Regions from separate parts of the Mus musculus genome. Here all the other regions are linked to region 1. Evidence: chromatin contacts called from public Hi-C, HiChIP or PLAC-seq and promoter capture Hi-C data. All regions are on one chromosome and are shown on one strand. Each heading gives the region's core, a stretch centred on a gene start, on an enhancer-like site or on the middle of the called end of the contact. The rest is flanking DNA. Distances are from core to core; before and after follow the strand shown.

What was found. Promoter capture Hi-C pulls out the DNA fragments that hold promoters and counts their contacts. Hi-C and Micro-C count contacts between places; a contact is called where the count stands out from the background. HiChIP or PLAC-seq counts read pairs in DNA pulled down with a chosen protein or histone mark.
Region 2: a promoter capture Hi-C map of liver shows a contact between it and region 1, with 3 times the contacts expected there. The contact joins the promoter of Mtch1 here to the promoter of Mdga1 in region 1. A contact is called at or near these places in 2 of 39 promoter capture datasets (liver and stem cell-derived epiblast-like cells) and 2 of 9 other capture datasets (adipose tissue and liver).
Region 3: an H3K4me3 HiChIP or PLAC-seq map of forebrain shows a contact between it and region 1, with 12 times the contacts expected there. The contact joins the enhancer-like site here to the promoter of Mdga1 in region 1. A contact is called at or near these places in 1 of 39 promoter capture datasets (the 3T3-L1 cell line), 1 of 15 datasets of contacts at CTCF or cohesin (large pre-B cells), 9 of 484 Hi-C or Micro-C datasets (the G1E-ER4 cell line, the MC3T3-E1 cell line, the THB-7 cell line and 5 more), 14 of 115 datasets of contacts at active chromatin or transcription factors (craniofacial prominence, embryonic basal ganglia, embryonic forebrain and 10 more) and 1 of 9 other capture datasets (embryonic stem cells).
Region 4: a Hi-C map of pro-B cells shows a contact between it and region 1, with 5 times the contacts expected there. The contact joins the promoter of BC004004 here to the promoter of Mdga1 in region 1. A contact is called at or near these places in 2 of 39 promoter capture datasets (embryonic stem cells and liver), 2 of 484 Hi-C or Micro-C datasets (embryonic stem cells and pro-B cells) and 2 of 115 datasets of contacts at active chromatin or transcription factors (embryonic stem cells and memory CD8 T cells).
Region 5: a contact with region 1 is called in an H3K4me3 HiChIP or PLAC-seq map of stem cell-derived neural progenitor cells, with 7 times the contacts expected there. The contact joins the enhancer-like site here to the promoter of Mdga1 in region 1. A contact is called at or near these places in 4 of 39 promoter capture datasets (the C10 cell line, embryonic stem cells, liver and 1 more), 8 of 484 Hi-C or Micro-C datasets (MC3T3-E1-derived osteoblasts, bone marrow-derived DN2 thymocytes, cortical neurons and 4 more), 16 of 115 datasets of contacts at active chromatin or transcription factors (astrocytes, bone marrow-derived macrophages, craniofacial prominence and 10 more) and 2 of 9 other capture datasets (adipose tissue and liver).

What each region holds. Positions count from the first base shown.
Region 1 is chr17:29,887,156-29,892,705 of GRCm38.p6, forward strand. It overlaps Mdga1 (MAM domain containing glycosylphosphatidylinositol anchor 1), which reads right to left and starts at 1,423. Exons shown (of 17, transcript NM_001368423.1): 1 at 292-1,423. The coding sequence starts at 358. Gm41559 (a long non-coding RNA gene) reads left to right here and starts at 2,746. Exons shown (of 3, transcript XR_003952341.1): 1 at 2,746-2,835; 2 at 3,822-4,710.
Region 2 is chr17:29,345,375-29,350,700 of GRCm38.p6, forward strand. Mtch1 (mitochondrial carrier 1) reads right to left here and starts at 2,558. Exons shown (of 12, transcript NM_019880.4): 1 at 2,093-2,558. The coding sequence starts at 2,413.
Region 3 is chr17:30,437,009-30,442,778 of GRCm38.p6, forward strand. The region is part of intron 6 of Btbd9 (BTB (POZ) domain containing 9); the gene reads right to left. Among named protein-coding and RNA genes, the nearest start is that of Btbd9, 140 kb to the right of the region's middle. Within about 2 kb of position 2,938, at least 51 of the 459 cell types and tissues checked have an H3K27ac peak or open chromatin away from gene starts, as enhancers often do. A contact at or near this core is called in embryonic fibroblasts and pancreatic cancer cells, where this site is marked.
Region 4 is chr17:29,266,833-29,272,564 of GRCm38.p6, forward strand. It overlaps BC004004 (cDNA sequence BC004004), which reads left to right and starts at 1,956. Exons shown (of 9, transcript NM_030561.3): 1 at 1,956-2,170.
Region 5 is chr17:30,468,178-30,473,900 of GRCm38.p6, forward strand. All of the region lies in intron 6 of Btbd9 (BTB (POZ) domain containing 9), which reads right to left. Among named protein-coding and RNA genes, the nearest start is that of Btbd9, 110 kb to the right of the region's middle. Within about 2 kb of position 2,809, at least 45 of the 459 cell types and tissues checked have an H3K27ac peak or open chromatin away from gene starts, as enhancers often do. A contact at or near this core is called in adipose tissue, cortical neurons, muscle stem cells and 1 more, where this site is marked.

The sequences.
Region 1 (5,550 bases), core at 173-2,672:
CCCGGGTCTCCTGAGCTCACTGTATTATTCTCCCAAGACTTCCGGATCTCTCTAACCCCTGGAAAGATTTCGGAAAGCCGAGACCTTACCCCGGCATCCCCAGCCTCACACCAATAGCCTAGGACCGCTTCTTGGGCTCGGGAGCAGCCTGCTCGGTCTCCCGGCGCCCAGGCGAGGGCGGAGACGCGGCCATCAGTGCATCCACCAAGCCCCGGCAGCGCGCACTTTGAGCAAGATCTTGTAAAGTTTCCGGGCGGCTCCGCCAGGGTAGAGCGGGACGCTGGCTCTTACCATAGACTCCTTGTCCCCGACAGTGGAAGGGGATAAGCGCCAGAAGTAGAAGACAGGTCACCTCCATCTTCACGGCCAGTGCTTCATCCCCGCGAGGCGGCGCAGCCTGAGAGGCGGCGGGGGGCGCATCCGCCGGGGCACCGCTTTGCCCTCTGCGTTCCCTCCTTTTCCCTGAGTCGCGACGGAGAGGGCGGCGACCGAGACTAGGAGTCTGAGCAAGCCGCGACTCGGCTCTGTCCTCTTCCCACAGGGCGGCTGCCCGGGTGGAGACGCAGGGGGCGCTGCCCCAGACCTTGAAGCCTCTGCGCACCGGGCGCAGCAGCCAGCTCCCTGGCCCAGAAAGCTCGGCCACCGAGCAGTCCTAGGTCCCCAGGGCTGTCCACCGAGGGTGCTGAACGCGGGGGGACCTCTCTGCTGCGGCGGCCGCGCTCCGATCCAACAGGCCACCGATGCCTGACAAACTTGTCTTTTCCCCGCCCAGGGGACGCCCCTCCGCGGAGCCAGGCCAGGAGGCCCGGACTCTGCTTTGGTTAATCCGCTGGCTCCAGTCCTGCAGTAGGTGTGGAGGGCTCCGCAGCCCGACCCAAGGGAGCCGGGCTGGGCGCCCTTCCCGGAGGCGAGGGCGCCGGGTCCCGGTCCTCTGGAGCGCTGGAGCAGCGAGGACTAGGTTCGGCAGCGGGGCGAGCGCTCCGGGTCCCCGAGTCCGCGAAGTTAGCCGAGCCGCCGCCGAGGAATCCGGGGGAGGCGATCGCGTCCCGGCGCCCCCGCGGGAATCCAGAGAACGGTTCCAAAGCAAGAGGGACCGCAGCCAGCAAGGGAAAGAGGAAAGTTTGAGTCCTTTGAAAATAATTCGCGCTCTTGCGGAGGCCCGGGCTCAGGAGCTGCTGGCCGCCTCCTCTCTCCCCGCTCCTCTCCCGCCGTCTGGCCGCCGCCGTGGCATTCCCGGGCTCCGCGATCTCGGGAGAGCGGGGCTGCGCCGCGCCCCAAGTTGGGCGTCCCCGCCCCCCTCCCGGCGGCCTGGGCCCGAGAGGGCCCCAGCGGGCGGGGCCGGGCGGGCTCCGGGGCACCGCGGCCACTCCGGCTCCGGGGCCGCGGGAGCGCTCCGCTCGCTCCCTAACTTGGGCTTCGCTGTGCTGCTTTCTGGTCCCTCCGAGCTTTTCATTCCGCGCTTCCTCCACCTCCCCATCACCACCACCCCGCCTCCCGCTCTCCCTCCTCCCTTCTTCCCTCCTCCCATCTCCGCGATCGGTCTCTCGCTCTCCCACCCTTTGTCGCTCGCTCGCTCTCCTGTTTGATTCCCCTCCAGTTAAAAAAAGGGGAGCCAATTAAAGGCAGCCCAGCTCGCCCGGCCCAGCCTCTGTCCAATTTCCTTGCTTCCCCCAGGACCAATTAGAGAAAACAAAACAGGGCTGGGGGAAGCAGTCTCTCTCTCTCTCTCTCTCTCTCTCTCTCTCTCTCTCTCTCTCTCTCTCTCTCTCTTTCCCCGCCCCCCCCATCTCTCTCTCCCTATCTCCGCCTCCCCCACCAGCCCCCTGGCAGAAAAATGTCAGAAAGCAGCAATGGATCCATCTATCCCGAGGACAGTAGCGGGAACGTGGGTTCGGCGCGGGCTCTGCAGCCGCGCACTCGCACACGCTCTCCGCCCTCCCTTGCACAGCCCAGGCTGGCAAAGCCCTGGCCGGGTGCAAACGCTCGCCGCACGCTCGCCGGGCAAGCACCGGCGGCTGGTTGCTGGGACGCAAGCCTGCAGGGCACTGGACACTTAATGAATGTTTTGCACTTTGGAGAAGGTGATACTGGAGCCTAGGATCGGAGGGAAAGGCCAAGGCGTCTGCTTCTCCTAGACCAGAGCTGGCGCGAGAGGCGGTTGCCTGCTGTCGCTCTGCAGGGATGTTGGCTCGGCTTGGGAATCCCGCCACCTCCACCACCACTACCCGCCCCTGGCAGAGCCCCAGCCCCTTTCCAAGCTGCCTCGGCCTCTCCCCGGGTCGGGCGCCGGGGACGCTGCCAGAGGCACTGAGGAGGAGGACGCGCTTGCAGCTTGCAGTGTCCTAGCTGAGGCCCACAGGTTGCCAACAGGTTTGCCAGCAAGACCCCAGTGCCAGAGCTCCACAGGGACACCCAGGGTCCCCTTCAGCCCGCTTCTCTCAAATCCTGCCTACCCGTGAGACCTCAGGCGTGGCCAAGTGCCCTAGGGGTGCTCGCGCTTCCTGCAGCCAAGCCGGGAAGCCTGTCTCCCCCCACTTCGAGACTCCGTCACCTTAACCCGGCCCTCCCCGAAGCTGTGACCAAGATGTAGTTCCTTCCAGACGCCCTTGGGGAGGGGCGTGGGCTGGGCAGAGAGGCGCACGACCTCCCTGGCGCCTCCGATAGCGTCCTCCCTCCAACCCGGTCCTGCTAATCTTACCTGCTCCACCTGTCGCCGTTATTTATCTCGGCGTGAGCGCAGGGATTGTACTAGAGCGGCCCGTGGGAGCGCGGACAGCACAGCCGCAGCAGCTAACAAGCTCGGAGGTTAGATCCTGTTCAGGATCTGCTGCAATGGTGGGTCCATGACCTCAGGCATCTGTCCAAACTCAAAGACCTGTTTCTGATCACCCAAAGAGTTGATTCTCTTGCATGTAAATCAGCGCATGAATTAAAAATATTAATTATAAATCCCTCCCTCTCCAAGCCCACTCCCACCGGGATGTTTCTCCTCTGACCCTCCTGGGCAAACATAACCTGTTAAGGAGGAGTGGAAAGCACAAGGTGTTGCCTGGTAGATGGGGAGGGGCGCCATCAGCCTGACTCTTCTCAGTTTGCTTATGGTTCATCCAGGCTACCCGCCCTTGTTCCTGGCTCCTTTGTTTCTTTCCTACTCTTACTAGGGGTGGGAGTCCAATGCTCAGTTAAGGGTGTCCAAACTCAACTCAGCAGATGCCAACTAGAGATTTATTGAATGAATGAATGAATGAATGAATGATGTCCATCGTGGGCCAGATCCCCCAGTCCAAAGCTACCTTCCACGTGCTCAGCCTTCCGTTAACTCGAAGGGAAATGCATGATATGATCCACAGACGTCCAATGTCTTCCCACCTACCTCTCCCACTCAGTCTGAAAGGGAAGTGGTATCAGATGAGGGGGTGATGGTGAGTAGCTTGGTTTATTGTCCTGTTGCCATTATTGGGAAGCTTCCAGAATCCCCCAGGAAGCTCCCAGGGAGTCATCCTTGATGAGTCAGGCTCTCTCTGGCTTTGCCTATTCTGGGAAACTGTTGTATTCCTTTCCCAACCCCAAACAGCATCAAATTGCTTTTCTCTGGCCTAGCAGAGAGGATGGGTATACTGTCTGAACACATATTGGCCTGGAAAAGAACGAGGCCTTGTGGTGGAGGGCTAGGGAGGAGGAGAGCAGAAGTCCAGAGCCTGGCAGGCTGGGATTGAACATTTGCTGTGCTAATCCACTTGTGAATACTCGCTGTGTGTAGTGTAAACACCTCGACAGCCTGTTCATGTGTGCCTGTCAACTCAGTCATTTCCTCCCCACAGTATTCCAGGCCTGCTGCCTGGGACTGAACCTCAGAATTGACAGTGGCAGCCAACCTCAGAGAATGCAGAGGACCACCAGGCTTGTGGTCCAGCCCTAAGCTGTCTGGGCCTCACTGTCACCCAGATATCAAGCAGGTGGGACTTCTACCTAGCAGTGGTTGAGAGAACTGGGTACCTGCTACAGGGACAGAGGTTTTGTGTCGGGCACTGTCAGGCATCTTAAGGACTTACTCTTGTTCACAGAGATGCTAAGGATCCTAAGTAGCCAGGCTGAACAGCTTTGTGCCTTCCTCCTAAGGTTCCCAAGCTGCAGGTATGCAAGCCCAGAGGCGACTAGCCACACTTCCATAATTCTTGCTGTGAAACTAGCATAAGAGCCAGCATCTCCTAGTTTCTACAAGCACTAGAACAGTGCTCTGGACCACACATGAGTCTGGTAAGAATGTGGGAGCATGAGAGCTAGACCCCAAGACCTGCAGGAATGTCCCTGGGGGGGGGGGGACCATAAGGAATCACAAGGCATGGGATCAGTCTGCAGCAGGGGATCTGGGGACCACCATCACTTCCTCACTGAAGAAAGCCTTCCTTCTCAGAGAAGCCTCAGCACTTGGACCCCAGTAAGTTCCCAGAACTAGCCAACTCTGGTTGTGTCTGAGATGAGCTAGGGAAGCAGGGTCCTGGGACAGGGTCCGGCATGGGTGGGTAGCTGAGGTCTCTAATGACACCACAATTCCTAAACAGCTCTCTGGTCTCTTCTGCTCTCCTCTTGTGAGTCAGAGCCTGCAAGGGAAGCAAGGAAGAGTGCAAGTTCGAAGAGACTCGGCCTGGCCCCAATGGTGCCGTCGCCTCCTGGAGAAGTAGATTGCGTCTGAAAATCATACGGTGGCAGGTATTGATTGGATCGCACAGCAGGCTGAGTTCTGGTCAAGGGGAGGAGGGAAGCTGGGAAAGGATGAGGAACGGTGAGAGTTATGACCCCGCTGAAAGACCAGTTTATTAATTCGAGCCCTAACAAATAGCCAATTAATGGCCCCAGCTGCTAATTAGTAAGCAGTTAACTTGTGTTATAAATTGTATAGCTCAAGACTAAGGATAATGCAATCTTTCCATGACACCCTGGATGGGGTGGGGGTGGGGGCTGCCTATGGAATTTTGTCACCAGAGCTGTATCCCACCCCCACCCTCTATCCCCACCACACTCAGTTAGGCCCTGCTGATAAAATGCAGGCTTTATATGAGCCCACTCTTCTTTATGAGTGCCATTCATTGAGTACCCTAGGCGCTGTGGACTCAGCACAAACAAGAGAGACAAAATCCCTTCTGGAGGTGGTGAGATGTCTCATCAGGCAAAGGTGCTTTCTACCTATCAAGCCTGAAGCTACCAAGCACTGGTGTAAAAACAAAAATAAAAATAAAAACAAAAACAAAAACAAAAACAAAAACAAAAAAATTTAAGACAAAACACCTTCTTTATGGAGGTATGAAGAGACACACACTAGGGCCAAGCAAATACAGAAACTATCTGGTGTTTAGACAGTAATGTAGCTAAGGGGAGGCAGTAGAAAGCAGGAGGGTTGGACTTTGTAGGCTCCCACTAACACTGGAGCCATGATACTAAAGAGTAGAGGGACTGATCGCACTATGATCTGGGGAGGTGGACACTTCCGGGATGAGGCAGCACGTGCAAAGGCCCTGCGGTAGTAAGGAAGATCTGACTGCAGGTGAGGAG
Region 2 (5,326 bases), core at 1,308-3,807, 540 kb before region 1:
CACGGCCTACTTGATTTGTCCTCACGTCATGCTCACCTAGATCTGTTTCTAACTGTCCTAACCACAGCCAACACCGTGATCCCGTACCTAACACCAGCAGAGCCAGTTTGCCACCTTCAATACCTCTGCCTGCCTCCACCCCCGCCCACGAGTCTTGATCTGAGGCTCAACATCTAGCCTGCACACCTGTTCCCTGCAAAACACAATCTGTTATTATTGTTGCTTTTTTGTTCAGTGTTACCGATTACTAAGCTATAGCCATTAAGCTCCCTGAAGTTGTCACCCCCAACAGAGCTCTTAGGCTTACACCCCCCTGCCATCTAGTTCCCATCACCCTTTGGGCTCCCCTTCACTCTCTAGGTCCCTCTCCAAAGACCTTTCATTCTTTCAAACCCCCACACTAATGCCACCATGCTCCCAATGATAAGCCACTTCCCCTGTGTCCTCCCACACTACACCCAGAGCCCCCCCGACCCTCTCCGCCTGCCATCCTAAGGTCCAGCATTTGATTCTCACCCCATCAGCTCCTAGCACCTCCAACTGCTCAACTCAGATACCTGCAAAGCCCAGAGTCCCTCCTAAGCTGAGGCTTGCTGTGGCTGCAACACTATGTTGTAAATACACATTCACATGACAGTAGGTCAGTGCTGGTCTCCAAATCCCCCTTTCAGCCGTCTCCAAATCTCTGCACAATTTGATGCCCAATGGCCCTGACAGTATCTTCTCATTCCTTATATTTCTAGTTAAACTCCAAATTCTAGAATCCCCATTCCTCAGACCCCAGGGCTTCAGCAACTCCCATTCTTTGTTTGTTTTTCTCGAGACAGGGTTTCTCTGTGTAGCCCTGGCTGTCCTGGAACTCACTCTGTAGACCAGGCTGGCCTCGAACTCAGAAATCCGACTGCCTCTGCCTCCCAAATGCTAAGATTAAAGTCCTGCGCCACCACTGCCCAGCAGCGACTCCCATTCTTAAGGCCTTCTCATTCCAAATGTATTTCTAATTCTCTCAGTTCTATGACAAGGATAGTACAATAATCTTCACACTCACTTGCCTTAAATCAAACCTCAAATCTTAGCTGGGTCTCCAACTCAATCCTCACCACCCATCCCCCACTCCTTTGGAAAATGCTAGGCTTCATCTTTGATTATCAGTCTGAGCCTGAACCACGCCAATCAAAACTCTCCCCACCTCCATCACACACCCACCCAATTCTGCCAAATGCACAACACCTCCTTCCAACCAGATCCCTCCTCCCCCTTTACCCTTTCCTCATCCTCTATTGGAGTGAATTGCTGCCAACAAGCAAAAAAGCGTTTAGGTGCCCAAGCATCCTTGAATCCAGACATCCCTACCTTTGCTCCAGCTTTGACAACCCTTACCTATTGTGCCTATCCCCATTTTCTGCCCATTCCCAACCCACGCAGACACAATTACTTCAATTCCTTCCTTCCTCCACTAAATGCGTCATCCCATTCTCCCCTTCCCCCTAAAAGCCGCCTCCTGGCTCCCCTTTCCAGACACCGCTCCACTCCCCCCCTCCACCAATGCGGAGGCCCCTCCTCCCACCAAATCTGTCGTCGCCATCAAATCTACAGGCTCCTTCTCAAGTAAACCGATAGCTCTTCCCTGCTGCATTCTTTCCCTCTGAAATTTTTGGCCCTGCTGCCCACTCCTTTGTCCCTCAAAGCTTTCATCCATCTCTATAAATCCAGAGCCCCGCTGTCCTCTGCCCCAAATGTACTCACCTTCTAAACACGTCGCTTTTGTACCCAGCCAGCCCTCATCTACCCATTCACCAAAACTTCTCGGCCCTCCCCCAATCCTGTGGCTTCTTTCCGCACCCCAAATCCATTACCCTTCGGAATTTCAAGCTCACTGCCTTCGACTACTTATCTCCCACATCTCATCGCCTTTCCCTGCACCCCCAAATCCCTTCCTACCCCACGTCTGTCACTCACGTCCCTTCGCTCCCTCCCAGCACCTCCAAATCGCTTCCTTTCCCACGTCAATCACTCAGATCCCTCAGCCCCCTCCCTGCACCCCCACACCGCACATCCCATCCACATCCTCCCGCCGCGCCCCCCGCCCCACCTGGATCAGCAGCTTCACGTAGAGCAGCGGGTGACTGAGAGCCGTCACGCCCGCGCCCAGCGCCACGAACAGCGCCTCGGTGGTCGGGGCGTTGTCCCCGGAGCCCGGGGCGCCCGGGCCGCCGTCCATCCTGCGCGCCGACGGCTGAGCCGCGGGCCGAGGATGGCGAGGGTGCGCGCGGTGCGCGGGTGGCGGGTCCCGAGCGCGGGCCTCGACTCCGGCCGGCGCGCCGCCCCGAGCTCCTGCACCAGCTCCGGCTCCCGCCATCCCCGCGGCGCCGCCGGGAGCCCAAGGCGCCACTTCCGGGTCCGAAGCCCCCATGGCGCCAGGCGTGGAGGTCACTCCCCGTCACGTGGTGCTGGCCACGCCCCGAACGTCAAGGGGAGGGTCCTGGCAGCACCACTCACGCCGCGGGGCGAGGGGGCATGGCGGGCGGGCGAGTGTTGTTCCTTGGTGCTCCCGGGCCCGCCTCCTCCGGCCCGGGGCGGGTTCTTTGCAGCTCTGTGCCCGCCCCTTTGCGGACCAGGCCAGTCACCGCAATCGTGCCTACGAGTCTCAGTCTGTGTGCCCTGCTTCTGCACTCCTTCAGCACGATCCCGGGACCTGTGTAGAAACCCCTCAATAGTTGAGTAACTCACAGCTGCTGAGGGCTGGGAGCACTCTTTGCCTGTGCACTTATGAAGGCCCGGTGCTGGCTGCGTTTAGTTACTAAATAACTAGGCCTGGGAGAGCTCTAGTCTAGTGCCTGGAGCATAGTGCTACGCATGCCTTGAGAGCAATTCTTAGGGCCACCTTCCAGGAAGGTGCTTACTCCAGCCGGTGATTTGTTTCCACCTCTGAACAAGCACAGCAGCTCTCAGCTGGTCTTGAACTGCCCAATAATAGAGTCTTCTGGTAATGGACCTCAGAGTCAGCAGGGACCCTTTGGTCCCTAGCAAGGGACCTTGTCCTCTTGCTAGTTTGCAAGGAAGGTCTTTGGAATGGTCAGATATTTGCACCCTCCCTGATTGCCCGTGGTGTAGGTTTTACCTCACGTTCCTGACACTTGCCCACGCAAATACTTTCCATCTGTGGGCTTTTCCTCCGTATTGTCCCCAGTGCCTTGTTTTTCCGATCTGTATTTGACTGTCCCCCATTGGACCGTGTTTTTGTATGGCCCATTCCGAATGTGGCTCCCTGTACCGTACTACCGTGTACTGTACTGTGTTGTATCATATTGTATTGTCTGGCATTAATATCTATCTTCTATCACCGCAAATATAGGAATGCATAGAAAGTATATCTTCAGGGAAACCATTCCTAAGGGAATGAATGAAGCAAACAAAGTAACAATCCAGTGCAGTGGCACACACCTGTAAAGTAAGCCCGATACTCAGGAGGCAGAGGCATCAGGATAGGAGTTCAAGGCCAGACTGAGCTGTGCACCATGCTACATCAATTTCCTTGGCTGCAATTGATAGCTGGCTGTTAGCAATCACAATTCTTTCATTCACATCTTAGTTACTAATATTATCTCAAGATACAGATCACACTGTGATTATAAGTGTGTGTGTGTGTGTGTGTGTGTGTGTGACAGAATGACTTCAAAGGGTTACAAAGGCCACAAATCTCAACAATTTGAAAGAGTCCTTACTGGAGGCAGAGGCAGAGAAAGCCACTTCTGAGGTTAGATATTAACCAGTCCATCTGGAGAACGGCTCAGGAAGGGCAGAGCTGCTGAGGGCTTGCAGGACTGGGTACAGGTGGGTGAGCAGATGGACAGACAGATGGATGGTAATTCAAACAGGCCACATCAAACACTGGGAACCCAGCTAAACTGAAGCCCCTGGGATTGCCAGGACTTCTCATTCCTCTGTCCCTTGACAATATACACTGAGTGGTCAAAAGATAGGCCTGACGTCCAGAGTTAGGTGTCTTCCTTTCTATGAGGTCCAGGTGAGAGAGTATTGTACCCTTCCCTAGTATGATGGTTTGTATATTCTTGGGCCAGGGAGTAGCACCATTTGGAGTTGTAGCTTTGTTGGAATAGGTGTGACCTGGTTGGAGTAGGTGTGTCACTGTGAGTGTGGGCTTAATACTCTCACCCTAGGTCAGTCTTCCACTAGAAGCCTTTGGATGAAGACATAGAACTCTCAGCTCTGCCTGCGCCATGCCTGCCTGGATATTGCCATGCTCCTGCCTTGATGATAATGGACTGAACCTCTGAACCTGTAAGCCAGCCCCAATTAAATGATTTTTTATAAGACTTGCCTTGGGCATGGTGTCTGTTCACAGCAGTAAAACCCTAACTAATATACCTGGTCTGGCATGTCACATTCTGAGGCCTGGTTTATTTTGTTTTATGGGCAAGAGTGTTTTGTTTGCATTTCATTTATACTTATGTACACCACATGTGTGCCTGGTACCCTAGGAAGCCAATGGTTGTGAGCTGAGAACTGAACCCAATTCCTCCGTAAGAGCAACCGGAGTGCTTAATGGCTGAGCCATCTCTTCGGCCCTTACTATGATTTTAGGGCACCCATGTGCCTGTAGGTTTCCTCATTCTGCTCTGATACGTATCAGTCAGTTAGTCTTTACATTTAGGAATAAACTATTGTCTTTGCCATGTGGGTAGTGGCAGAGGTAGTTTCAGGACAGCCAGGGAAACCCTGTCTTGAAAAACAAACAAATGTCCCTGAGTCTTGGGCTCCTTTTGGGGAGAAAAAGGAGAAAATCTAGCATCTGCTCTTGATAACCATGGCTCGTTGCAGTAGAAAACCTGCCCTGTCCTGTGCACCACCCCGCCCGCCCAGAAGTCCATCCTTACAGCCTGCTTCCTAGTGCCTCTCCTGTGTGGTTTCAGTTGGCATCAGCGATTGCTAATCATCGTTGAGACTTCCTGCCTCTGAGAACTAAAAAGGGCAAGGTCTGATCCATTTTCCTTTTCCTTTCTTTCTTTTAAAAAAATTTGGGTTTGTTTTTAGCAGTACTGGGGATGATGGAACCTTGGCTGGATCTTGGATCTCCACCTGTAGACCAGGCTGACCTTGAAGTCGCAGACATCCACCAGCCCCTGCCTCCTGATGGCATCAAAGCATTTCTAATAAACTCCAGGGCTGCACACATCCTACGCAATTAGTCTACCTCTGAGCCATACACTCCAAGCCGGGGTGGGTGAATATATGTATATGTGGGTGAGCTGAATCCCATTCTGCTACGCACACTCCAGTGAAGTCTGCTTGGCAGGCGAGAGGC
Region 3 (5,770 bases), core at 1,688-4,187, 550 kb after region 1:
ACAGTAAAATTTAAGGCCTGGCTGGGCTATAGGAAATTCTCAACTGTATGTGGGGTGGGGGAAGTGTCAGATGCCTAGAATGGCCAACTCAACTAACTTTTGCTTACTACCTACCTTGTGCTAAATGTAATTTCTATGTAAGCAGCACGCCTGCTTTTCTGTAAGAGCAGATCAGGTCTGTGAGATCACGTTTGAGCTGCTCAGAGGGAGCTCTGTGCTTTACTGAAAAGGCGTGTTTAGCAAACAAAGCTCTCCTTCTCTGAAGTGCTCCGAGCCTTGCTTTATGTTTGTGCTCACGCTCCTCAGATAAGACACACACTGACCGCTGCCGACTGTCTCATCTCCCCATCTACTGACCAGTATCTGATCTGCTGACTGCATTTCCTCTCACCCTCACATTGTCAGGGGATAAGGAGGAATCTGTGCTGATGACAGCTAAGAACGTGAGGATGAAAGCAGTCCTAAATGGGGATCATCTTCCTCCGAAGGCCTCCACAGGTCTTCTTGGCTAGCTAATGGCTGCTGACCTAACACTCAGGGTAGGAACGTCAAGGAAACACAACCATGGCTCTTGGCCGGAGCACTTAGGGTGGTGGACAGCAACTCCAAGTCAAGGTTTCAGGGCAAAGTAAAGTGCTTTATGTTCAGTTATTTCCATGGAGATGAGGTCTTACCCATCCTGGCCTTGGACTTCGACTGCCTCAGTCTTCCTCATAGCTGTGACTACAGGTGCACCCTGAAAACCCTATGTCTTCAATCTAGTGCCATCTCTCTTTGTAGACCATGCAGCCTCTCTGGTTTCCCAGCATACCAATGCTGCACAGGGAAACTGCCGTATGAGCCTCTGAGAAGACATTATTAGCACAGGGTCGATTTGGGCTATTCCGACTATGGAGAACACACCTACTAGAGGGAAGGGATGGAAAGTTTTGCTACCAATACCCAGTTGACCAAGTATTTGGAGGAGAGATTGCAAAGAGGATATGTATAGGGGCTGGAGAGATGTCTCAGAGGTTAAGTGCACTGGCTGCTCTTCCAGAGGTCCTGAGTTCAATTCCCAGCAACTACATGATGGATCACAACCATCTGTAATGGGATCTGATGCCTCTTCTGGCATTCAGGCACTGTAAACATAATAAATAAATATATCTTTTTTTTAAAAAAGAGGACATGGTCTGGCGTGGTGGTGCACTCGGGAGGCAGAGGCAGGCAGATTTCTGAGTTCGAGGCCAGCCTGGTCTACAGAGTGAGTTCCAGGACAGCCAGGGCTATACAGAAACTCTGTCTCAAAAAAACCAAAAAAAAAAAGTACATGTATATGAATGTATGAATGTATGAATGTATGAATGTATGAATGTATGAATGTATGAATGTATGTATGTATGTATGTATGTATATGTATAAAACAGTGTTCTCATGAATTTTGCCACCTTTACATTACTGACTTGGAGTCTGTGTTACTGTTGTCATAGTTTAGATGTGACATGGCATTCCTGGCTTGTCTGAACCATAGTCCTTAGCCAGTGGTGTGCTGTATACAAGTCTGTGACCTTGGCTGAAGGAAGCAGAGACAGGTCTGAGACGAAAAGCCTGGATGGTCCTCTCTGCTTCCTGATGCATGGAGACGTGAGGCAGCAGCTGGACCATGCTCCCACTGCCATGGAGCCCTCCACAAGCCTTCCTCACCACGATGGCGGCATGCTCCCCAACATTCAGTCAAGAAAAAATCCCTTTCTTTAAGTTGCTCTTAATGGATACTTGATCATAATCACGAGAAAAGTAGCCTGAGAACTGGTACTACAGACTGACAACACTACTTCCATAAGCCTGACCATATGGTTCTTGGGTCTTCCAGACTGGTCTGTGGGAGAAACATGGAGTCTAAAACCACAGGCTAGAGAAATCATAGATAGCTGCCAACAAGCATTAGTCAGCCATTGTGGGGAGTATGGAAGGCCAGCCTGCTGTCAGAGCAAAGACAGGAAAGGGTGGCTCCTGAGGTTGGGAGGGGGATGGGGGTTCTGTCAGGAACTGGGTGAGAAGCCATCCATGACATCCTGACCAGGACTGTGGCTGCATTCTGCCTGTGTCCAGGATATCAGCAAGGCTGAAGGCAAGAGCTAAAGTCAAGGCGGAAGCACGGACACTGGAAGATAGGAAGAGCGCACCGTTTGGTGAGGAAAGGAATGTGAGTAAGGATGACTCTGCAGAAAGCACACGAGGAGAAAGCAGAGGTGATTGTTGAGGAGATCAGTGCCATTAAGGGCCAATCTAAAGCTCTCAACTGGGAAAATACAAAGTATGCCTGAGGACAAAACCCGCCCAGGGGAAGGGCCATTAATTATATTATATTATATTATATTATATTATATTATATTATACCATACTTTCATTATAAAGAGAATACTTGAAAAGGCAGCATTTGGGAGACCCTGCTAGAAAATGGAGACCTATTTCTCCAAGTTCACCCCCAAAGGCTGCTATAGGCATAGCCAGGCTTTTCCTTGGCAGCAGGACATGCATCACCCACATGGAGCTGGTTTTACAGACATGTGGAACCAAGGGCTACAGGGTTATGGGAGTTTCCAGAACTCCAGACAGACATTGCGGTTACGTAAGATGTAGCAGGGTTGGACTGTCTCCATGGCCTACTGAGTGGGCTATGCATAGAGTTATGAAGGCAGGACATAAGTTGTGCTGGGGACCCTCAGGATACTGGAGATGCCATGAATTTAGGGCATTCGTTAAGATGCAGACATAAATGTAGTCAGTACTTGAGAGAAGCCCCAACTGAAGCAGACAGCAGAGTTGGACAAGCAGCCTCAAGTCTTCTGGAGCCCAGATGATGCAATACATGGCCCAGATGGAACTGAAGGCCTTACTTAGTGTTGGCCCCACTGGGCTGGACTCTTGCTTTCCTCCCTGTTTACATTAGGAATCCTTCCATCCCATTTTACTCTGGAAGAATGTAATTTGCTGGGGCTGGAGAGATGACTCAGTGATTAAGAGCACTGAATGCTCGTCTGAAGGTCATGAGTTCAAATTCCAGGAACCACATGGTGACTTACAACCATCTGTAATGAGATGTGACGCCCTCACTGGGCATGGCGGCACACACCTTTAATCCCAGCACTCAGAAGGCAGAGGCAGGCAGATTTCTCAGTTCCAGGCCAGCCTGGTCTACAAAGTGAGTTCCAGGACAGCCAGGGCAATACAAAGAAACCCTGCCTCGAAAAACAAAACAAAACAAAACGAGATGTGACACCCTCTTCTGATGTGTCTGAAGATAGCTACAGTGTACTCATACACATAAAATAAATAAATCTTTAATTTAAAAAAGAATGTAGCCGGGTGTGGTGGTGCACGCCTTTAGTCCCAGCACTTGGGAGGCAGAAGTAGGCGAATTTCTGAGTTCAAGGCCAGCCTGGTCTACAGAGTGAGAAATTTGCTTACTATTTTATAGATTGTGCTCAGTTTACAGAACACCTTGAGATTTAGAAGAAATTTTGAACTTTGGACTTTTGATCAGGGTTAGAAATGTAAGACTAGGGGGGCTTCTGACATTAAAATGAATACATTTTATATTATGAGATGGCTATGTGCCTACAGAGTTAATGGGGAGAGTATCATGATTTAGATGAAAAAGTTCCCTTACAGACTCCTGTTCAGACATGCAGTCTTCTGGCTGGTGGCTCTGGTTGGGGAGTTCTGGAACTTTTAGGAGATGGCACCCTAGTTAGAGGGCATGGATGCTGAAGGAAGGTTTATAGGCTAGCCCCACCCACTCTTCCCCTGTATCTGCTTTCTCGTCTATCCAGGGTTGAGCATGTAGATTCACACTCCTGCTGCCACAGCTGAGAGGCACTGCAATGCTTTTCCTTGCCACGGCCAGTATCTTCCTTCATACCAGGAGCCAAATAAACTCTTCTCAAGTTGATTCTTAGAAGATCACAAAAACACTAAAAGAGGGAAGTAACTAATAAAGCTTAGTGTCTCCATCATCTGAGTCACCTGCCGTAGGACTGTTGGTATTCCCAAGGTTGAAACAGTCTCTCAGCATCACTTAACCACCTCCAGCCTGTCTCCTACCTCTTAGAGAATTTCATGGTGGTCACTCATTCTTCTACAACTACCCCTCTGCCTTCATGAGCTAGACTGTTCCTGTAGTCACTACTCTTACACTGTCCTGAGAGGCCATCTCTCTTCACAAGGGCTGGGAACAGACATCTTAACACTGAAGGGTAGGGAGCAAGGTGGGGTCTTAGCCTGACTGAACTCTGGACTATTTCCCTTTCTTTTGAACTTGGTGTGAATCTATTTCATCAACTACAGCAAAAGTCCTAGAACTCTGTTGTCCTTAAATAGAGGACTGAAAAATCACTGGACAGAGAATGCAGGAAGACGTTTGAAAGTATCAGGCTACTACTACTTAAGTGCCAAGTTGCCACAGTATGCCCATCAGCCACAATTCCATCTAGCTATTCTCACATAACAAGACAGAGTCACAGCTCCAGGAGGAGCAGCTCGCTATGTCCCTTCAGTCTATCTGAGCATGCCATTCTGTTTGAAACAACACTGGAGAAGCAGTAACAACCGTCAATCACGTCAGCTGCAGATGAGCACAAAATAAGTGTCTCGGGGGTTCTCAGAAGCTCCCAGACTTCTCTGTAAGCCATTCTGCTATCAAATGGAACTACATAAACAGGACCCAAGCCATAAGACTGTAGATTTCCTGGGCTTATCTGACTGAGATTGTTGTCAGGCATACAATGAATGGTCGGTGGAAGCCAACAGGGTCTGACACACTGCAAAGCAGTGACAAGAGCTGAGACACATGACCCTCTGGCCCCCAGTGACTTCCCATTCATACCCAGTTTTAAGACCTTGGCTAGTAGAGCACCACCCCCGTGCTATTAAGTCGATCTGATAATTCATACAGGGTAAAGGGGGGCATACAAAGAAAAGGAAGAAACTACAAAAATCTGTTTTGATGTTGGAAAAACATCACTTTGTTAGACAAACAACAGGAGGTAGTGATATTCACCTTGTTTTCCTTTCTAAAGAGAAACTCAATGTTTTGCAACATTTTAAAGGTGTAGACTAACACTCCTATTCTGGAGTACATCTGCATGATAGAGCCACTAAGCCACACTGGTGGATATTGCCATTACTGTCCAATTTTATTCTAGAACAAGCATTTTCATCTCAGAATCCAGACTCAGATAAGGAACACGAAAACCTTTAAATGAGCGTTCTCTTTTGGGGACTGCTATAGAAAAAGGAGAATGCAGGTGACACTGCAGACTTCCTGAAGCCCCTCACCAGCTGACTCATCTTCCTGTTTATAAACAAAGTAGAAAAGTTTTCCTTCATAGGGCACTTGAATGGGGAGGGACAGTGGGCATCTCCTGCCTCTGTCACTGCTTAGTAAGGAGGGTCTGTTCATACCATTCTTGCAGCTCCATGGAATAAGGCCCTTAGGTGTTCACAGCACTCTGTTTAGGAGCTCTCTCAAAGGCGTGGAAGAAGCTGGCACTGTCCTGCTGAAGGTCAGGGCTACAGCTCACTGCTACAGCACCTTGTCTAGCCCATGCAAAGTCTTAGGTTTCACCTATAGCACAGTTAGGTAAGTGGGTAGGCCCTGTCATTGGGCACTAGCAACTTGCAGGCTCTACTTAAGTCTATCACTTACGTTTTTGCATTAAGAGACCCATCAATAATAGACCTGAGGCCCCATATCTTTTCTGGGCAGGACAGGACAGGACAGGAC
Region 4 (5,732 bases), core at 706-3,205, 620 kb before region 1:
GTGGTCTTGGTTTCTTTGCTTTTCTTTTTCTGGGCAAATCCCAGTTAATGTTTACCGAGTGATGCTGCCACAGAAGGTAGAATAGATTCATCTACACTCTGTTCCTAGCTCGGAACAGTAAATGTCTCTTCTTGGGAGACATCATCAATAAGGTTTAATCCCCCAGATTTTTTAAAAGGTTTTTTGTTTGTTTGTTTGTTTGTTTTTGTTTTTGTTTTTGTTTTTTATATGTACATGAGTACACTATTGCTCTCTTCAGACACACCAGAAGATGGCAATGGATCCCATTACAGATGGTTGTGAGCCACCATAAATTGAACTCAGGACCTCAGGAAGAGCAGGCAGTGCTCTTAACTGCTGAGCCATCTCTCCAGCCCTTCCCCCCTCCAGCCCTGTTCAAGAGAACAGCTAGAGATGCCTTGGAAAGAAACTCCCCAAAGCAGCCCAGTCTGTGAAACACCTTTTTTTTTTTTTTTTTTTTTTTTTTTTGGTTTTTCAAGACAGGGTTTCGCTGTGTAGCCCTGGCTGTCCTGGAGCTCACTCTGTAGACCAGGCTGGCCTTGAACTCAGAAATCTGCCTGCCTCTGCCTCCCGAGTGCTGGGATAAAAGGCTTGCGCTACCACTGCAAGGCTAGCCCTAAATTCTTAAAGACATTCTCTGTTCTCTTCCAGCCTGTCATCTAAGGAGGCTGCCACTCTGATCGTCACTGTTCTCTGTAAAGCTGGTGTCCTTAGGGAAACAGAACTGTACCTCTTCAGTGCAGTCTCACCTGTCTCTCTTTGCCTTGCAGCTTCAAGTGATGGGAACTCTGCTAACCCCAGTTCTCTCACTCGGTGAGGTTCTGAAAAGGGGACTTTGAGAATTTCCAAGGCCACCATAGATGAATTTAGGCTCCATATATTCTCCTTTTTAGTTTTTTTGTTTTTTTGTTTATTTGGTTTTTCGAGACAGGGTTTCTCTGTATAGCCCTGCCTGTCCTGGAACTCACTCTGCCCGGCAGCTACAGACAGTTCTAAGCCATTGTGTGGGTGCTGGAAAGTGAACTCTGGTCTTTTTCTGGAGCAGCAGGTGCTTGTAACTCCGGAGCCCTTTCTCTAGCCTGTGTAACTGTCATTTTAAGGGGTTAAAAACAAAGTCAGTTCTGGCAGGCTTAGTATGTCAGCTGAGGGTACAGGTAGTAGTGGGTGTCAGGAAAGGAGACTTATTTGTGCCTGTATGGGGAGAGCGTAGAGTGGCCTGGTGGCCTGGAGTCTTTGCTCTGGTTCATCTGACCCCATCTCACAGTCACCATGGCTTTTGAGTTATAGCATCAGGGCTGAGCCCAGCATTTTGTTTCAGGTCCCCGGGTAGAAATCAGTTAAAGGTTCTGATATAGAGGCTTGAGAGATGGCTTGGCTGTTCAGAAAGCTGTTTTCCCAAAGAATTTGAGTTCAGTTCCCAGAATCTATATCATTCTGCTCACAGTTGTCTGTAAGTCCAGTTCCATGGGATCCGGTGCCTCTGAAGACACTTATGTGCATGGAGAAGCGTACACATACTACACACACACACACACACACACACACACACACATATACAAACAGTTGCTGACTGCCACTCCCTATTTGTGAGAGAAACCTGCAGTCAGTTAACCAGCTCCATAAACCTGTTTGGCTGGTTCATGGTCAGGTGTTGTGAGAATGTTCATGTTACAATATATAATTCTTGAAGCAGTTTCCTAAGAGTACAGTGCTTAGTGATGCTTACCACAGAACCAGCAGTCAATAGATACAAACGAGTGAGCCAAGTGTAAATGGGAATGAATTGAGTCAATGAGTCCGGACCCCTAAAAAAATTTTTTTATTATTATTATTATTGTTGTTATTAATATTTTGAGACTTCTACGACTGAGAAGGCGCAGTAGTGCCATCTGGACGTCAGGGGGAGCAAGAGCACAAGCTTTTCAGATACCGCGAGATTTGCCCCGCGCCCCGCGCCCCGCGACCTCGCCAGATCTGTTTCGGAACCTGGGGCGCAAGGAGCTTTTCCTTTGTGTTCCAGCCCTGGCCGGCGGCGCGAGAACCACTTCCGGGTCGCGCTGCCGGAAGCAGGAAGTTGTTGGCCCACCCTCCTCGCCCGGCGGCTGCTGTCCCCGAGGCGGGAGGAGCCCGAGAGGGCGCGGGCCCGCATGTGAGTGACTGGGGCCCGAGGCCGGGAGGGGGGAGGCCGGCCGCCCTCCGCGGCCGCCGCTGCCTCGCGCCGCCCTCCTCGCCGCTCCCGTCCGCGTTCTGCTGACTGACAGCACCCCCGACCGCTCCCCGGGGCAGATCCCCTCTGACATCTTTCCCGAGGCTCCGCGGGGAGGGTGACGGGGTCCGACACTGCTCGAACTTGGTTCGCAGACGTGGCGGCCGTGTCCGAAAGCCCTGACCCCGCTTGCCAACCTGTCACAGATGCCTTAGCGTCACCCCTGAATGGCCCCTTCTTAGACATCTTAGCCCAAATGTTAAGGAGGAAGTACTTAATTTAATTTTATTTATTTTAATGTGGACTTAATGTGATAAACTTGGCGTCTCAGAACGTGGCATGGCACACTGACCCGTTTGCAGTCAATCGCCTGCCAGTACGAGAAAAATAAGCTGCCTAGTGTTTCCTTGCATTTTAAGACTTAAACCTTGCAAGCCATGTGTCGTGAGTATGCTATGTCAGAAACATAAAGGGACACGTTTGTCTTTTCACAGTGCCAGGCACAATGTCTTTCACAATGGAAGTACAGATTCACAAACTGGGTTTCGTTGGCTGCAATTTTGCCAAGATTTCGAGATTTCCCTTGACAGCTGGCCATCACCGAAAATAGAATATATCATTCCAGTCTTCACTGGTGATATTAACTCTCACCGGAGACTACACATCCCACAGTAATTATATGTCTATGTAGGCTATTGAATAGCTGTGTAAGGGGTAAAGAGGCCACAGGAGTTCTAAGAGGCCTTACATGAAGCAGAAGACAGATGTAAAGAGAAAGACAAGTATTCATGATAAGGTATGAAGGCTTTGGAGCTGAGGGAGGCCCGGAGCTAGACTTCACCATTGAGGTGAGCTTGGGAATGAACTGGAAGATGGTCCAGAAGGACACACAGGTGGCCACATCAACAGTGGCAGGAAGGGGAGGATCTTGAGCTCCAGAGATTGGTAGGAGTTCTCTGCTGTCAGCCTTTAATGAACACACTCGTGGTTACACGGGCAATGGGGGCTCTTGTCATTATAGCTTTAGAAGTGTTCATGGGGCTCAAGTGAAGGTGATCGATTTTTGCCACTTTCTAGGGCATATGATAAGTTGGTTTTATTTAGTGTATTTGATAATGGATCTCCTGGTGTGAATTCAGTACCCTTATGTGTTCATAGAGTTCTAATTTATTTTGATAAGTTATGGTTGGTTGGTTGGTTGGTTTGGTTTGGTTTTCCTCCCTGGCTAGCCTGGAACTCACTCTGTAAACCAGGCTGGTCTCCAGCCCTCCTCTGCCTCCCAAGTGTTGGGATTAAAGGCGTGTGTCACCTCATCTGGCAGCCTCGATAGGCCTATAGGTGGAAAACTCTGTTTATTAACTTTTAGAAGTAAGTGGTTGTCAGTCCGTTCTGCGTGAGAGACGCTAACAGGTGGTGGAACCCTATGCACAGTGAGGCGTGGTGTGGTCTTCCTGCTTCTGCATTCCCACTTAAAATAGAGCCAAACGCTGCTTTTATAGAATGGAGTCACCTCGGGCAAGGTACAACCTGAAAACTGCTGTTTCACACAGTATGAAGTAACACATAACAAGGCACACACAGCTTACAACCCCACACATTTTATGATCTGAAAGCCTGTATCACTTTGGTATCGAATGTTCTGTAGTCATCGCACTCTTGGTAGTAGAGATTACGCCTACATCTTCAGAGTCAAAGTCTTTCCCTTGTTCACTGGGTAGTTCCCAGTGTGGAACTTTTTATGGACCTCTCTCCCATTTGGTTAACTCAAAGTTGACTTGTTTCAGTTTCTCTCTTAAGAACACACGGGGAATGGGGGTTGGCTCAGTGGCAGAGCGCTGGACTGGTATGCGCCAGGCACTGCTCAGGTCCCCCTACTGAAGGGAAGCAATGCAGATTACAACTTAAGTCAGGCATGCTGACGACTGCCTTTAATCCCAGCACTTGGGAAATAGACTACATGGAATAGTTTCTTAAAACCAAACCATCCCGAGACCCCAGCTATACATGTACATGTATAGTATATGTATACACAGGTGGGCATGTTTGTGTGGAAAGTTCACCTTTGCTGCCTTGCAGTTTGGGCTGAGTGTTCACACATCCCAACTTTTATACCAGAAAGAGCCAAACTCAGGTCCTGAAATAGCAGTAACCGCCCGTGGTCAGGGAGCCCTCCTGCAGCCTGCATTTTCTCCATTCTCCAGTTCTCTGCCTTGGATCATTTTTCTGTGACCCAGTTTAAATGTCTGTCCTCCCTGCCTATTCTCTGACATTCAGAAAAGGTGAAGGTGCTTGCTTCCAGGCCTGCTGCTCACTAAAGCGACACCAGGCTGATGTGTATCAGGAGGAAGGGCACTCGGGGAACCACGAGACATGGTTTGGAGACAGTGTTCAGCGGGTCCTTTCTTTGGATTTGTTCCTTCATTGGGTTCTTTGATTTTTTTTTTTGTGTGCTCTCATTTTCTCTATTTTTAAAAAAACTTTTTAAAAGTTAATATGTGCATTGGCGCTGGAGTTACAGACAGTTTTGAGTTACTGGGAACTGTAGTTACTGGGAATTGAACCAGGATCCTCTGGAAAAATAGGCAATGCTTTTAACTACTGAACTATCTCTCTAGCCCCAAGTTGTTGTTGTTGTTAATATTAATATTCTGAGTGAGTGTATGCACCACATATATAATAAGAGGCCAGAAGAGGGTTCAGGTCTCCTGAAACGTAGGGGTAGGACTTACACAGTTGTGAGTTGTGGTGTGGGCACTGAGAACCGAACCCAGGGCCTCTGAAGTATTAGTAAGTGCTCTTAATCTCTGAGGCGTCTCTGCAGTCTATTTTCTCCATTAGTCTGCTTTGAAGAACTCACAGTGTAGATTGGGAGGAGATGGAAGACAGGCTTTTTAGGAAGATGCCTGTGAACTAGCATGGTAATAGAGACGGTGAGGACGGCTTAGTGGAAAAACAGGACAGACCAAAGAGGTGGCAACTAGGCCAAGTAGGCTGTGGTATGGGTTAGACTTCATCTTATAGCAGTTATCAGTAAGTGTTTCATTTACTTGGATATTAGAACAAATTTTGCATGTGCCATTGTGTAATCCTCAATTGCAGTAGCTATAATTATTCACCACTATCACCTCTCTTTTTTTGGATACAGGGTCTCATGTTTGAGGCTCCAGGCTAACCTCACACTTGCTATGTAGCTGAACTCCTAATCCTCCTGACTCTAATTCTGACTCTAGTTGAGTGCTGAAATTACAGATGTGTTCCCCACATCTGGTTTATTATCCCCCCCTTTTTTTTAAAGATTTATTTATTTATTTATTTATTTTATGTAAGTACACTGTAGCTGTCTTCAGACACTCCAGAAGAGGGCATCAGATTTCGTTAGGGATGGTTGTGAGCCACCATGTGGTTGCTTGGATTTGAACTCTGCACCTTCAGAAGAGCAGTCGGCGCTCTTAACTACTGAGCCATCTCACCAGCCCCTTATCCCTTTTTCATAAGTGAAAAAATT
Region 5 (5,723 bases), core at 1,559-4,058, 580 kb after region 1:
TGAGCAAAGTGCTCTGTAAACTGCCGACGTCTGCAGCCACATTGATGCTGCGGCTACTCCTAAGCTACTTCTACTCTTTTAGTTTAGTCTTTATAGAATGTACCAATTCCATCTGTATTCATTCACTTCCAATAAACAGAATTGTGAATTGGCATTTTTTACTTTTTTATTTCCTCAAGAATCTTCAAACAGAATATGTTGCCAAAATTAAACACCTTGTAGGCACAGCATGTGAATGGAATCTCTAATTTCGATGAGAATGAGACAGGAGCAAAGCCTGCACCCTTTCATGTCTTCCAAACATATCTGTAGAATGTCACTCAGGCCTATTAAAATGCTTACATGTCCTGGAGTCCCTCTCCCTCCACAGAAGCAAGCACTCATTAAAGGGCAGAGCAGGGGAGGAGAGAGCCGGCTGGCCTTTGCTGACAGAAGAGGAAGGCCTGGTGATGTGCTTTCAGAGGAGGACTTAAAAGGGGCTTTGAAAGGGTCAAAGGGAGGGCCTGGGGAGAAGCTTCCCCGGCTGACGGCACCACCCACCTTAAAAGGGTTACTTCATCCAGCTCAAGCCAAAATGGACCACCACAAGCTGTTACGGGCCCCTCTAACACAAGAAGAATTTCTATAGTGACCTCAGGGTGCCCTGCCACACTGCATCCCCCCAAACAGACCACCATCACCATGGTAAACATAGCTGAAAAGAACACTTTTACACTTTATTTCCATCTTTCCTATGATTTTGGTATGTGGATGTAATTTAACTTTAAAGTATTTGGGAAAAAACATTTAGTCCAGCTGTGCCAAAAAGAAAAAAAAAGGAAAAGATAATTTCCCCATTTACAGATGCTTCCAGTACTGGTTGAAGATGGATTAATCTACAGTTACTCAGCTGCAGAATATTACTCCTATTCCTCAGACTTTATATATGAACTATTACATCCATTAGATAGCTCTACAGCAGCTCCTCCTACCTACCCTTAAGGTACTCTTTCTTATTCAAGCCTTCCCTTCCTAAGGGGAACAGTCAAGGCCCCTCGCTGCCAGGCACCACCCAGCACCACCCGGAGCCTGCAGCAGGGGAAGAAGCAGGATGCTGAGAAGGAAATTAACAAATTTGTTTAAAGGGCACCACTATGGGATTTGAACTTATTCCTGGACTAGACTTTAAAGTTCAAGACATGTGGACACTAACATGAACAATTTTCTTTCAGAAAGTCTACACATCACAGAGGAACTAGTAATGCCATGTTGCAAACAAGGGCAGAGTTGCTCTTTCCCTGCTAAGCACAGAACTGTGCACCATTAGAAACGTTTCCAGAAACGTTTCCCGAAACGCCTTCTTCACTTTCCTTCACAACGATAGGGGAAGCATGGGAAGACAGTACTTGCGTCCTCTCTGGACCTGCACTACCCTGGGGTGGCAGACATTTCATCTCACTGCTGATTTGGACAGGGAGGGCAAGAGAGGGCTGGAACACCGGCGTCAGACACCAGGCCCCTCACCTCTGGGGTGCAGATGTATGAAAAGCACAGAATAAGTCGGAACGTACAACTTGATGTACCAAAAATTAAAAATGGAAGCAGAGGGTGGATCAGTGTGCACGGTCTCACAATACAGTTTCAAAGATAATTGGTAATGTTCTCTTCCCCCCAAAGAAAGTGAGGGTTAAATATAGTTGCTCAGTACAAGGACGGCTGGTCTTCAGGATGTGTAAATTATACATTACAGTTACATAACAGGCTAAATCACAGTCATCAACAAAAGAAAATTTGGCACAATTTGTGAATTTTTATGATTCTAGCTCATAAGCAGAGCTTCAAAAAGAAGGAAAAAAGTATTCCCTTGAATCTGCCATGCAAGTAAAACCTTAAAGAGCCCGAGGCAAGGGAAGGGGAAGGTACCCCCAGGAAGACAGAAGGAAAAAGGGGGACCCTTATCTCCATGCGTTATTGTTACTCTAATAAAACAACACTCAGACATTCCACAAAATTAAAACAAAACAAAACCTCAGAAAACCAGGCCATGCCTTTAGAAGCCAACAAACTTAAGGTGACTATGTCAGAGTCACCAAAGTCATATGAAGAACACAGATCCTTTTAAAATATGTACAAAAAAAATCTGAGTAGCTCAAACCAGGGCCTAGGGAAGAACTCCCACACCTCCTAAGCAGATCGGGAGCCACCTAGCCCCACCTGTACTGTCCAGTGCACACTTCAGGGCCAGTCAAAGCATTCAGCTAGGGACATGCTGGGATCGTCCGAGTCTTCTGTGTCAGGTCCTATTCTGACCGAGAAGCTGGAAGTCTCCTCAGGCCTGCTCGATGTTGCCAATTAACATTCATCTGTGACAAGCTCATCCTCTAATCTCCCACGCAGAAACAGCTGCCATTACTCTGCGAATCTATTAAGCAGTCATAGTGGTCGGGATAAAGAACATTAATGGGAAAACAAAGACACATATAAGGAAAGAAGACAGAAGTCATATATGAAGCAGCAGAGAGCAGAGCCACCAGGACACCCTCTCCTCCATCCTGTCAGACTGTGCCCCACCTGCCATCAAATCAGCACAATTTTTTCACTGCACACTGAATAAAAAGCAAAAACTGCTCTCTTTGAAACGAAGTTGGCCTTGTAAGAACTCTCGGAATTCAAAGGTGATACTCAAGGGACTTCCAAGTGTCTAGCATTCCAGAGAAGCCATCAATCGTGATAAAGCTGAAGAGAGAGGACGCCCTAAGCGTGCCAGAGCCGCTGTACTCCACCTCAGTCATATTTCAGAATGACTTCAAGGAGTCGATGCTGACCCAGATCCCCCAGCAGTTTGATGTGTGAGCGCTGGAATGCTGCCAATCCTTCCAACAGGAGATTCCCAGGCCAGACCAAAGTAAACCTGCATATCAGGTGGGGTGGCAAGCACTCCCACCCATAAAGCTCTGAGTCTCAAAGCACTAGGCTAGCTTGCTCTGTGAATCTAACCCTGACCTGTTAACTAAATACCAAAACAATCTGACAAAGCCAAACCCAGTCCTCTCTTGGATCTGCTCCTCCTCCTTCCCCTCTGCCTTACTTCCTGCTCTCCTCTCCTCTTCCTCAGTGCCTGGTCACTTACTTTGGATTTGTGTGGCTTCCCACACTAAGTGTAGGATCCAGCATCCTGAGTAGCCTGAGAGAGAGAGCCTAAAATGGACAGGTTAGAAGTGTAAAAGGAGGCTGCTTCCTGCAACTCTCCAACTAGGAAGAGGAGAAAAAAAAATCAGGCAGATGAATTCATCTCCTTCTCTTTCCCAAGGACAGCTCTAGTTTACCTCCTCCTCTTCCTCCACTCCCTCCTCTCCTCCTCCACTCCCTCCTCCTCTTCCTCCACTCCCTCCTCTTCCTCCACTCCCTCCTCTCCTCCTCCACTCCCTCCTCTTCCTCCACTCCCTCCTCTCCTCCTCCACTCCCTCCTCTTCCTCCACTCCCTCCTCTCCTCCTCCTCACCACAATCCTTTCCAAGCAGACCAGTTGGCAAGACCAGGGCCCACGCTTGCTTAGCAATTTGCTCAGAGCGGCACCCTCATCTCGTTTCTCCACAGCCTTCCAAGCTTCGCTTCTTTTTGCCCGTGACTCCTATACACCTGGACCTGGGCCTCTCAAGGAAAATATCAACAGCTCTCAGTCTCTGCCTCGGGCTGTCTGCCAGAGAACCCAGGATAAGAGCCTAGGTTTAGCGAAATTCATCCCTGATGAAATTAATAAGAAATCATTAAAATGTACACTGCCTAACTATTTAAGAGTCAAAATAATAAATCCTCAGAGAAAGTAAGAATACTGAGTACCAGAAACCTAAAAGGACCAGGGCAAATAAACACATAAAATGTCACCAAACAACAATGTGCTCAGAAAGCCATGACAATTACATACAGAGCCTCTGCAGTCATGCCACCACCAACAACTTCAGAGAACAAGATCAGAGATTTTCATTACAGAATAATGCTAGGCTGGGACTCAAGCCCACAGTGGAACGTCTGCTTAGCATGCAGACAGCCCTGGGTTTCATTCCCAGCACCACAAACTTAAAAACACAAACAAAATGTAAGAGATGCTATCTGTTGCCCATAGAGTTCTCCGTCTTTCTTCCTAACAAACCTTGATAGCACTCTTATGCACCCCATAAAAAGGCTTGGGGGATGCACCCTCTGGCCAGGCATAAAAACTGAACAGTGATTGCTATGGTAGTTCACTGAGGACTAGTTACAGGGTTGGTAACTCCAACTAGTTCTAGCCAATGATCTACAGCCATCTCCAAAGGGCTTCTGGGAAAGGCTCCTTAGCTCTTCAGAGAAATCAAGGGAAAGATCTTCTCATGATCCCTGGGCCCATGTATCAGATACCTTGTGATCACAAAAAGATTGTTTGGGGCAAAGCTCAGATCATAACGATGACAGAATCTAAGCACGAAGAAGTCTATATCCTTTATAATGTAACCAAATGAACCAGCTGGGAAGCAGGCCAATCTCTGGGTCTTTACCTAAATACCTGTTACGTGGACTTCCTCGTTATTTTTAACCTTTGAGTCAGTTTTCTCTCACTTGCAGCTAAAGGGATCTTCAATAACTACAAAAAGCACCAAATTGGTTAAGGAACATTTGAAAACCTATAATCATGTGTCATTACGCAAGGAGGGGATTAGATTTGAAAATAACCGTTCTTTATCCATAAGAGCGTACATTCTAGTTTTTAAGACATGTGAGACAAACTGAGAAGAAGGACACTCAATTGAAAAGGAGGCTAATAGAACCAGCGTGGGGCGTTTTCGAGCAGTGCTGCAAAGGAGATGAAGACCAATGTGTACGCTTTTTGAAGAGCACTATATTCAATTAGCGTAATTCAACTAAAAAGAAGCTCTCTGGGAGCCAATACAGCTCTGTATTTCCAGCACAGCATCCCAGCGTGAAAAAAGGACGTTTCCTTTACTCTTTTGTTTTGTTTTGTTTTTGTTTTTTGTTTTTTGTTTTTCGAGACAGGGTTTCTCTGTATAGCCCTGGCTGTCCTGGAACTCACTCTATAGACCAGGCTGGCCTCGAACTCAGAAATCTGCCTGCCTCTGCCTCCCAAGTGCTGGGATTAAGGCGTGCGCCACCACGCCTGGCTTCCTTTACTCTTAGTGGGTCCCAGGTCTCAAAAAATATTATCAAAATTAGTACAAGTGAGTCTTCCAAGTCTGGGCTATACAATATGAGATTCATCAGAAATTCAGTAAATATATACTGCATCTCAGCCATTTCACCGACTATAGAGCCAAGTGCGGCTTCTTCACCCAAGTGAGCACCGGGTGCGTTCCTGTTGCCTACATCCAGGCTGCAGACTAGTACACAACCCAAGATGGCAATCAAAACTGCAGACAAAGATGCCACTGGCATTTCCAAGCACTTCTTTAAAAAAAATTACAGTTGGGCAGTGGTGGCACACACCTTTAGTCCCAGCACTTGGGAGGCAGAGGCAGGTGGATCTCTGAGTTCAAGGCCAGCCTGATCTACAGAGTGAGTTCCATCACAGAGAAACCCTGTCTCAAAAAACAAACAAAAAATTACAGAAATGGCCTATATGTTCAATAAGAGACCCCGTAAAAATGTTGCCATATAACTGACTTAAAATAGCAAATATTCTGGGTAAAATCTTAAATAAAATTCATGCAACCTCTCCACTGGTGTGTGTGTGTGTGTGTGTGTATGTGTGTGTGT